2 separate regions of the Mus musculus genome follow, and region 2 is linked to region 1. A link is a contact called in public promoter capture Hi-C data. All regions are on one chromosome and are shown on one strand. Each heading gives the region's core, a stretch centred on a gene start, on an enhancer-like site or on the middle of the called end of the contact. The rest is flanking DNA. Distances are from core to core; before and after follow the strand shown.

Region 1 (3,876 bases), core at 6-2,505:
TCAAACCATAAAACTCTCGTTTTCTCTCTGTAGCTATTTATATCCTGAGCGGGTGTAAAAACTGTCCCCATATGAAGCCCAGGTCTGAAGTAATATAAACGAAAAATAGCCATCTCCTGTTTTATTTATTTATTTTTAATTTAAAGCAAACGGTTTCACCTATAGTCCCCAGGTTTGGTCGCTGGCGCGGGGGGTGGGGCAGCCCACCCAGCCCCACAGGCAGCTGTCAGGCAGTGACGGGGCCCCTCGCTTGATCACTCCAGGGACAAGGACGCCCAGGGCTGGGTGTCACCGACTCCTCCGCGTTCAGGCTCTTAGCCCTGCGGGCTGGGGGAAGGGCCCGGGTCTCGGGAAGTGACCCTCCTCTTCTACCGAGCTGGGGACTCAAGCTCCTTCTTTTTCCCCCTCGCGGTGGGGCCCCTAGTCGATCTATGTCCCTCCTGCTGTCCCGGGGCCACTCGGCACCTCCCCTCACCCCGACGGCTTCGAGGCCCTCCCCGGCCGAACATCCCGACTCCTCCCTCGGCCCCTCAGGCAACGTGGGGAGCCGGTGGCCCCCAACCCAATTAGCGGGGAGCTCCATCGTCTCCAGGCACAACCGCTTTCCTTCCCTCGGGGGACACTGCCACCTGAGAGCCTCGTCCCCAGGTTCCCTTGCTCTAGTACATCTCGATCGCCCCTGGGCGACGCGGGGGCGCAATTAGTTTCTTCCAATTAGTTTCCCCTCTTTGTATAGAACCCATTCAAACTGTGCGCGTACTCCTCCGCGCGAGGGGGAAAGTAGTCCCGACCTTGCCCGCGATTTCTGTTCTCGCGTCGGGCACATTCACTTTGGGAAGCCGATGGGACGCTCGGCGGGATCCCCGGGGGAGGTGGCGCGGGGCCCACAGGGTGCGAGCGGAGGGAGCGGGGCGCTGGGGAGGGGGAGGGGGCTAACTCCTCGCTGTTGCCTCGAGAGATGGATCATGGGGCGTAAAGCGATCGCAAACCTCAAACCACGTACAGTGGGCGATACGCGTCAACCCAACCTGGCCAACGGAAGCACAGAACCTTCCCCCTCCTTCCCGTGATCCCGCCCCCGTGGCCTGACGGACGCGCACAGAGACCTACCATGCCCCTGCTTGCCGCCCGGATCCCGTGAGAGCCAATGGAAGCTCGCAGGGGCGGAGCTTGCGAGCGACGGGTTAGGCTGTGCGCGGCCCTCCTCCCCCCCAGGCTCCGCCCCTCCCCCCCGCCCGCGGCTCCCGGAGTAGTTAGAGCCAGCGAAGTGCGGGCGGCGATGAGAGCCAAAGTTGCGCTCCGTTCGGCATCGGGGGCTTGAGGCGGCTCGTTGCTCCGCCCGTCTGGGCCTCCTCTAGCCCCAACTCCCGCCAGCGGATCCCGCGCGCTCGCCCGCCCGGCCCGGCGCCCACCTGCGCCCCCTGCCCGCGGCCCGCCGCCCGCGCCTCGCGAGCCGGGGTCCCCGTCACTTTGGCCCGGCCCCGGGCCCCGCCGATGCCGGCCATGGTGGAGAAGGGCCCCGAGGTCTCAGGGAAGCGGCGAGGGAGGAACACGGCGGCCTCCGCAGCCTCGGCCGCCGCCTCGGCCGCCTCGGCCGCCGCCTCAGCCGCCGCCTCGGCCGGCACCGCCTCCGCCTCGGCCGCCGCCGCCGCCTCGGCCGCCGCCGCCCCCAATAATGGCCAGAATAAAAGTTTGGCGGCGGCGGCTCCCAACGGGAACAGCGGCAGCAACTCCTGGGAGGAAGGCAGCTCGGGCTCGTCCAGCGACGAGGAGCACGGTAGGTGGCAGCCGCCCCCGCGCCCGGCCCGTGTCCGCGCCCGCGCTGACCGCCGTGCTCTGCTTCCCCGCAGGTGGCGGTGGCATGCGGGTGGGACCCCAGTACCAAGCGGCGGTGCCCGACTTCGATCCTGGTGAGTAGCGAGTGACGGGAGCTCGGGAGACAACTTTGTTTTTTGTGCGTGTTGGCCTTCGGTCCGCGGGGGCACACGGGGCGCGAGGGCAGGCGGCGCGGCACGCTCGCACACGAGTGTGCTGCAGATTCGGGTGCGGGGAGGCCATGGGCTCCGGTGGGGACAGCACTGGGCCCGCAGTGTCCCCCGGCTCTGAGAAAGCCACACCTGGCCGGGGTGGAGTGGGATGTCTCTGCCTCCAGGTGTGGTGTACCGGAGCTAGGACGGGATCCCGGGTGGCAGTGCTGGAGAGTTGGCGTCCTGGGGCGCTCGGACCCAGGGCTCCGCAGAGACTTCTTACTTCAAACTGGCTCCTAGCGTTACCCTGCCAACCCTACGCTCTTATTGCCTCTTGACTCTCATCCCGTCTTGTCCCGTCCGGTCCCATCCTGTCCCATCCCATCCCATCCCATCCCATCCCATCCCATCCCATCCCGAGGGCTGGTGGAGTAAAGATCTTCCTGTCCCTCCACCCCAATCAGGTAATAAAAGAAGTGTGCTTTCCAGAGAGCATCTGTCTAGATAAGAGAGCCCGACTTGTGGCTGTTATTTTAAGATCTGTTTGTAAATGTGTGTTTCCTTTATTTCTTTTTTCTTTTGGGGGGGATGGGGTGGGGAGGAAGAGGTTGTGAAAGAATAGAACCATCAAAAGGTTTAGCTAACCGGCCATTTCCATCTACTAGAAATCCTTGTCCCCTAAGAAGGGGCATTCTTACTTGCCTTCCTGGTGATCTGTGTGGAAGCAAATTTAAAGAGGTACGGGGGTGGGGGGGGGGGAATCCTATCAGACAAAGGAATTCGCCAGATTTTAATGCCTATGATTCTGTCCCATCTCTGTATGAGACTGTCTTTCAAGGTGGTGGTTACAGGAAATGTTTGAAAGGCCGTGGGTTTTGTTTCAGAAATAAAATTCAAAAGACAATCTTGTACAGCTAGAGTGAACCGTCCTGGTTGGAGGGCTTTAGAACAGGAGGTTTTTCTAAGTAGGTTATACCACTAGTTTGAAAAGATAAATGCTTTTCCTTGGAAACAAGACTGCAGAAAATTGCAAGGATCTGGTCCTTGAAAAAGGAGATTGCTTTTAAGTTGTTATTAAGGTGCTGAACTCTGTGTTTAGGTAAAAGTGAAAGCACAGAAGAGAGGGATTCAGGGTGAGTGTTTGGTCACCCCAAGAATAAATGATTTGCAAATGCATGACTCCAGTCCCTCACAGTTCTGTAGTATAACTCCCCGCTTCGTAAACTCCTGTTAGCGTTTTAGATAGTTTCCCCTTTCCTCACATCTTTTTCTGGGAGTCACTTTTCATTTTTTTCATTTTTCTGAGCAGGGCTTCATCCCTAGCTTGGCCACCAGGGGAAGCATACTGCTTTTCACTTACAGTTGACCCTATCCTCATTTTGTAGGTCAAGTCCGACTGCAGTGATACATAGTGAACATGAAGCTTGCCACAAAGTTTCTCTCACAAGTTACTCTTAAAAACTGAGTGGAGCAGTCAGACCTTCCAGAAACTTGAGTCATTTTTGTTACATATTTTCAAAGGTTATGTAAATGTTTGATGGGACCTAGGAAAAGGACATATTTAATGGTCACAGGATTTAGATCTCTTAGTCTCTGCATTGTCATTGAGGTGCCTGGTGCCTTTAGAGTTAGACTCTTCTTTGAAACATCAGTTGTCATGGGATAAGTTTTGGACTCTTGGGACATTTTTGCTTTTGTGACATAGGGTCTCTCCGTAATGTAGGCTGTCTTAAAAATTTGCTATGTGGCCCAAATTGGACTTAAATTTGGTATCATCCTGCTTCAGTGTCTTTAGACTTAGTTTGGTTATTAATATTTTTTAGGTCTTGTACATATTTATATCTCAAGATGTGATAGTTAACTTTATTTATTTATTTTTTGTCATGGTGGGATTGAACCCAGGTCCTTA
Region 2 (4,009 bases), core at 349-2,848, 380 kb after region 1:
GCAATAACAATTTGATGATCTTTCTCAAGGAGTTTAGTACATGTCTTCTCTATACGTGAGGGGTTTTGTGGAGGAAATTCCTAGAAAAATCAAAGATTTATAGCTGGCGGGGGAGAAAGGCCTTCTGCAGGCGTTGATCACACAGGATCCTTGCCTGCTGCTGAGGTACTGCAACTAGGGGGGCTCCTTTTATTCTCATGTTCCCACGCTTTGCCCACCCTTCTATCTATCTTGCCTCAGAGAGCTTACCTAGTGTGCTATCTTAGTTAGGGTTCTATCGCTGTGAGCAGATACCATGACCAAGGCAACTCTTATAAGGACAACATTTCATTGGGGCTGGCTTACAGGTTCAGAGATTCAGTCCATTATCATCAAGATAGGAACATGGCAGCATCCAGGCAGGCATGGTGCAGGAGGAGCTGAGAGTTCTACATCTTCATCTGAAGGCTGCTAGCAGAACACTGACTTCCAGGCAGCTAGGATGATGGTCTTAAAGTCCACACCCACAGTGACACACCTACTCCAACAGGGCCACACTTCCAAATAGTCCCACTCCCTGGATGGAGCACATACAAACCACCACACTCCACATGCTATAAAGAAGAGAAAACTGGACAGACACATACAGAGGAAAGAACACATAAAGAGAGAGAGCACCAGGCACGATGGCACATGCCTTTAATCCAATTTCTGTGCTTACAGAGCCAGCCTGGTCTACATAGTGAGCCACAGGACATAGAAGAATACATAGTGGGACCCTGTCTCCAGAAGAAGTAGAAGAGGGGGAGGAGGAGGAAGACGAAGGAAAGGAGGAGGAAGAGGAAAAAAGAGGTAGCCTCAGAAGAGTCAAGACCTTAGCCCTCAGGTCCCCCAAACCGGGAGAGTATAGCCTGTGTGGCGCTGTGTTCTCACAGCCCAGTACTGAGTACTCAGTACTGAGTACTGTAACCAGAGCATCCATACTGTACCCAGGTACAGAGCAGGTCAGTCATGAATGTGTCCTTGGATTTCCTCCAAGTTTTTTTTCTTAAGACGCTGACTGTGGAATCCCCCTGAAATCAGGGGACGTGCCTCTTCTGAAATCTCCATGGCCCTCTCCGAGAAAAGCTTCCTGTCTGAGTCTTTGTGAAAGCAGAAGGCCTGAGTTCCGAAGCCATTCACAACAGCCCCTCCTCCACGCTGTTCATGCTGCGCTGCTTCTGCCTAGAAGGCTGCCTGTCATTCCTGAGTGTGAGCCCCTGCGGTCCCTCGGTCCTCTCCCACCAGCACTCCGGAGCAGTGTATGGCTCACACCTGGTGCCCCAGGCATTACAGAAAACTTCCCTAACAGGTCTCTGCTCTCTGCTTCTCAGCTCGGGCAAGCATAGGGGGCACTGGAGTGAACGTCCTAGACTGGCCTGGAGCTGCAGCCCTTGGCTGGAGAGAGGAGACTTTCTGGGCTTGAGCACTAGGGGGTAAAAACCTCCCATTTATCTTACCTCTGGCAGTGGTCAGGATCTGACAATCCTCGGTGGTCCCCAGCCCCCGCTGCTGCATCCTCCTCCCCTAGCCCCACCTCCCTAACCTCTCCTCCACTAATCTCCACCTCCCCAGCTTCCCTTAGGGCCCTCCCTAGCCTCCCCTCCCCAGTCTCTCCCTGTCAAGCTCCGATCAGGCTCAGGCAAGCTCCGGGACTGTGGCTGATCAAAGGTTAGAGTGGTTGTCTCTGGAATGAAAGGGGTGGAACTTTTCTGAAAGCGAAAGTATGGGGTCCGAGTAGAGAGTGGGTCAGGGCGGTCCTGTGGCTGGGAAGTCCCAGCTGTTGGTCCACCAGTTGGGCTGTGCTGGCAGCCATCTCTCTCCTGGACCTGGTCTCAGGATCCTGCTTGGCTGGCTTGCTTAGGACCTCTGCTGCCTGGGTGCAGTTGTCTGCGTGCCTATCAGGTAAGACCCAGCCAGGTGGGGCAGGAGGATGTGAGGGTGTTTGGGGCCGTGGGTGGGGACCCAAGAGGCTGAGACTACTCTGGCTGTGTTAGTTGGCTTTGTTGTCAAGGGTCTGGGCTCCAAGCCCAGGACGGCTGAACTAGAATACCAACTCAGCCACAGGAGATATACGCACATCCGAACACATAAACAGCCACACACACTTGCAGAGAGCAGAGACATCCATGAGGCCTACAGACACAGACACGGAAGACGCACACACATATTACAAGACAATCACACACACGGCGAGGCACTGGAGCTAGCTAGCACGAAGATCTGAAAGAGGTACCACAGGTTCACAATCATGGCAGGGCCACACCATTCCTTGGGTACCTGACATTTATTTATTGGCCCCATCATGGGTCTGAGCCAGGCTCATTCCTTGCTCCCTGGAGGCTCCTGGCCAAGTGGCAGAAAGATCTCAGATCATATAACTACTATCTAGGGCTGGAGCTAGACCCAGAAAAGGGTGAGCTTCTCAGAGGAAGAGCCCCAAGGAAGCTCTCAGCAGCTGGAAGATGAGGGGCAACTCCCAGAAAGGCTTGGACAGGGAATGAGTCCTGGGACGCAGAGGGGCAACAGAGAAAAGCAAGACAAACCCGAGGAAAAGCCTTGTGTGCCTACTTAAGAAGTCTGTCCTTCAGTGAAAGTCTGTCCTTCAGTGGGGGGTGGCTACCAGGGATGTTTTTATTTTGGCAACTGTGAAGGGAGCCTGTGTCTTTTTTAAAATAGGCCTGGCTGGCACATAGAACAGCTACTGATCGTGTTTGCAAAATCAACACATGGAATTTACTAAACTCTTGTTATTCCCATAATAACCGCGCTTAGGATTTTTCGGAACTGCTTGCTTCTGACATTTGCAGCTCTTACTGATTTTCCTAGCTTGTTGATTTCACTAGATCTCGAAGGCGAGCACTGAGGCGGATTGAAACCATATTTTCTTGCCCTGTTCCATATTTTCAGGAAAGGACTCAGCTTGCAGGGAAGGTTTCAAGGCACGGACGCCACAACCTGCTGGCAGTGGTTGCCCCTGGGGCTTTGAAGGACAGGGGATAGCCTGGTCCTACGGTAGGTGGGGAGGAAGGATGTCGTTCGTCCCAGAGAGAAACAGAGAGTGGGAGTTGGTGCAAGAGGGAAGGTCTAGAAAAAAGTAGAAACAAGGCCAGATGTGGGGGAGATCTAGACCTAACCTCATGGCCACAGCTGGAGGGGCCATGCTGACTTCCCTGTACCTAGCCTTGCAGTTGGTACTGACCGGGAAAGAGGTGAGCTCAGGGCCCAGACTGTCATGGATCTGCAGGATCTCCAGCCTTAACGCCAAGTCAGTCAGGGAGTGACAGCAGTGGAAATGGGCGCTGGAGGATCAGGACGGGCCTTGTGGCCACAGAGGGAAGGCATGGGGATAGGGTCCATGATCATCCCGGTGGGCACCAGATCATCCCAGTGGGCACCAGAATGACACCTGACCAGGCCATCCTTGAGTGGGGCACCCACCCACCCTAGAAAGTCCATACTTCTGAACTGCACTCTCGGGTGAAAGAGAGAGGAGGCAGACAGACTCTCAAGCCTGGAGGAGACTCTGACACAGTAGAGTCAGCCCTGAGGAGCCACGGAGCAGATGACACAGAGCTGAGGGTTCCTTGGATGACAGGAAGTCACTGTGTCCTAAAAAACAGGTCCAATGTGGAGACCAAAGAGAGAGGGGATCAGGAGGGGACACAGCTCGAGGGGGGACCAAAACTGGCACACTCAGCAGGATGGAGGAGGTCCCATGCGCTAACATGCATGCCCAGGAGTGAAGCAAAGAATTGTTGATCTAGAAAGAGAAGAATTTGAATGCCAAGCTATAGGGCTTGGGGTGGCTTGAGGGTACTGGGGGAGTCACATAAGGGGGGGTCAAGAATGGTTTGGGTAGCTGCTGAGAGCTGCAGAGCCAAAAGAGATGTGGCTGCAGCCAGAGGGGCTGTTTGGTGGCCGCGATGGCTCTTTAGGACAGGCCTGGCTTGATATGAAGGTGGGTGAGTACCATGAGCCCAGAGACTCC

Evidence for each region. Promoter capture Hi-C pulls out the DNA fragments that hold promoters and counts their contacts.
Region 2: a contact with region 1 is called in a promoter capture Hi-C map of fetal liver, with 4 times the contacts expected there. The contact joins the promoter of Exoc3l4 here to the promoter of Rcor1 in region 1. A contact is called at or near these places in 6 of 39 promoter capture datasets (embryonic stem cells, fetal liver, liver and 2 more), 5 of 115 datasets of contacts at active chromatin or transcription factors (bone marrow-derived macrophages, embryonic limb bud and embryonic stem cells) and 1 of 9 other capture datasets (pancreatic islet).

The regions. Positions count from the first base shown.
Region 1 is chr12:111,038,112-111,041,987 of GRCm38.p6, forward strand. Rcor1 (REST corepressor 1) reads left to right here and starts at 1,256. Exons shown (of 12, transcript NM_198023.3): 1 at 1,256-1,777; 2 at 1,851-1,910. The coding sequence starts at 1,495.
Region 2 is chr12:111,415,832-111,419,840 of GRCm38.p6, forward strand. It overlaps Exoc3l4 (exocyst complex component 3-like 4), which reads left to right and starts at 1,599. Exons shown (of 14, transcript NM_001289487.1): 1 at 1,599-1,923; 2 at 2,929-3,033.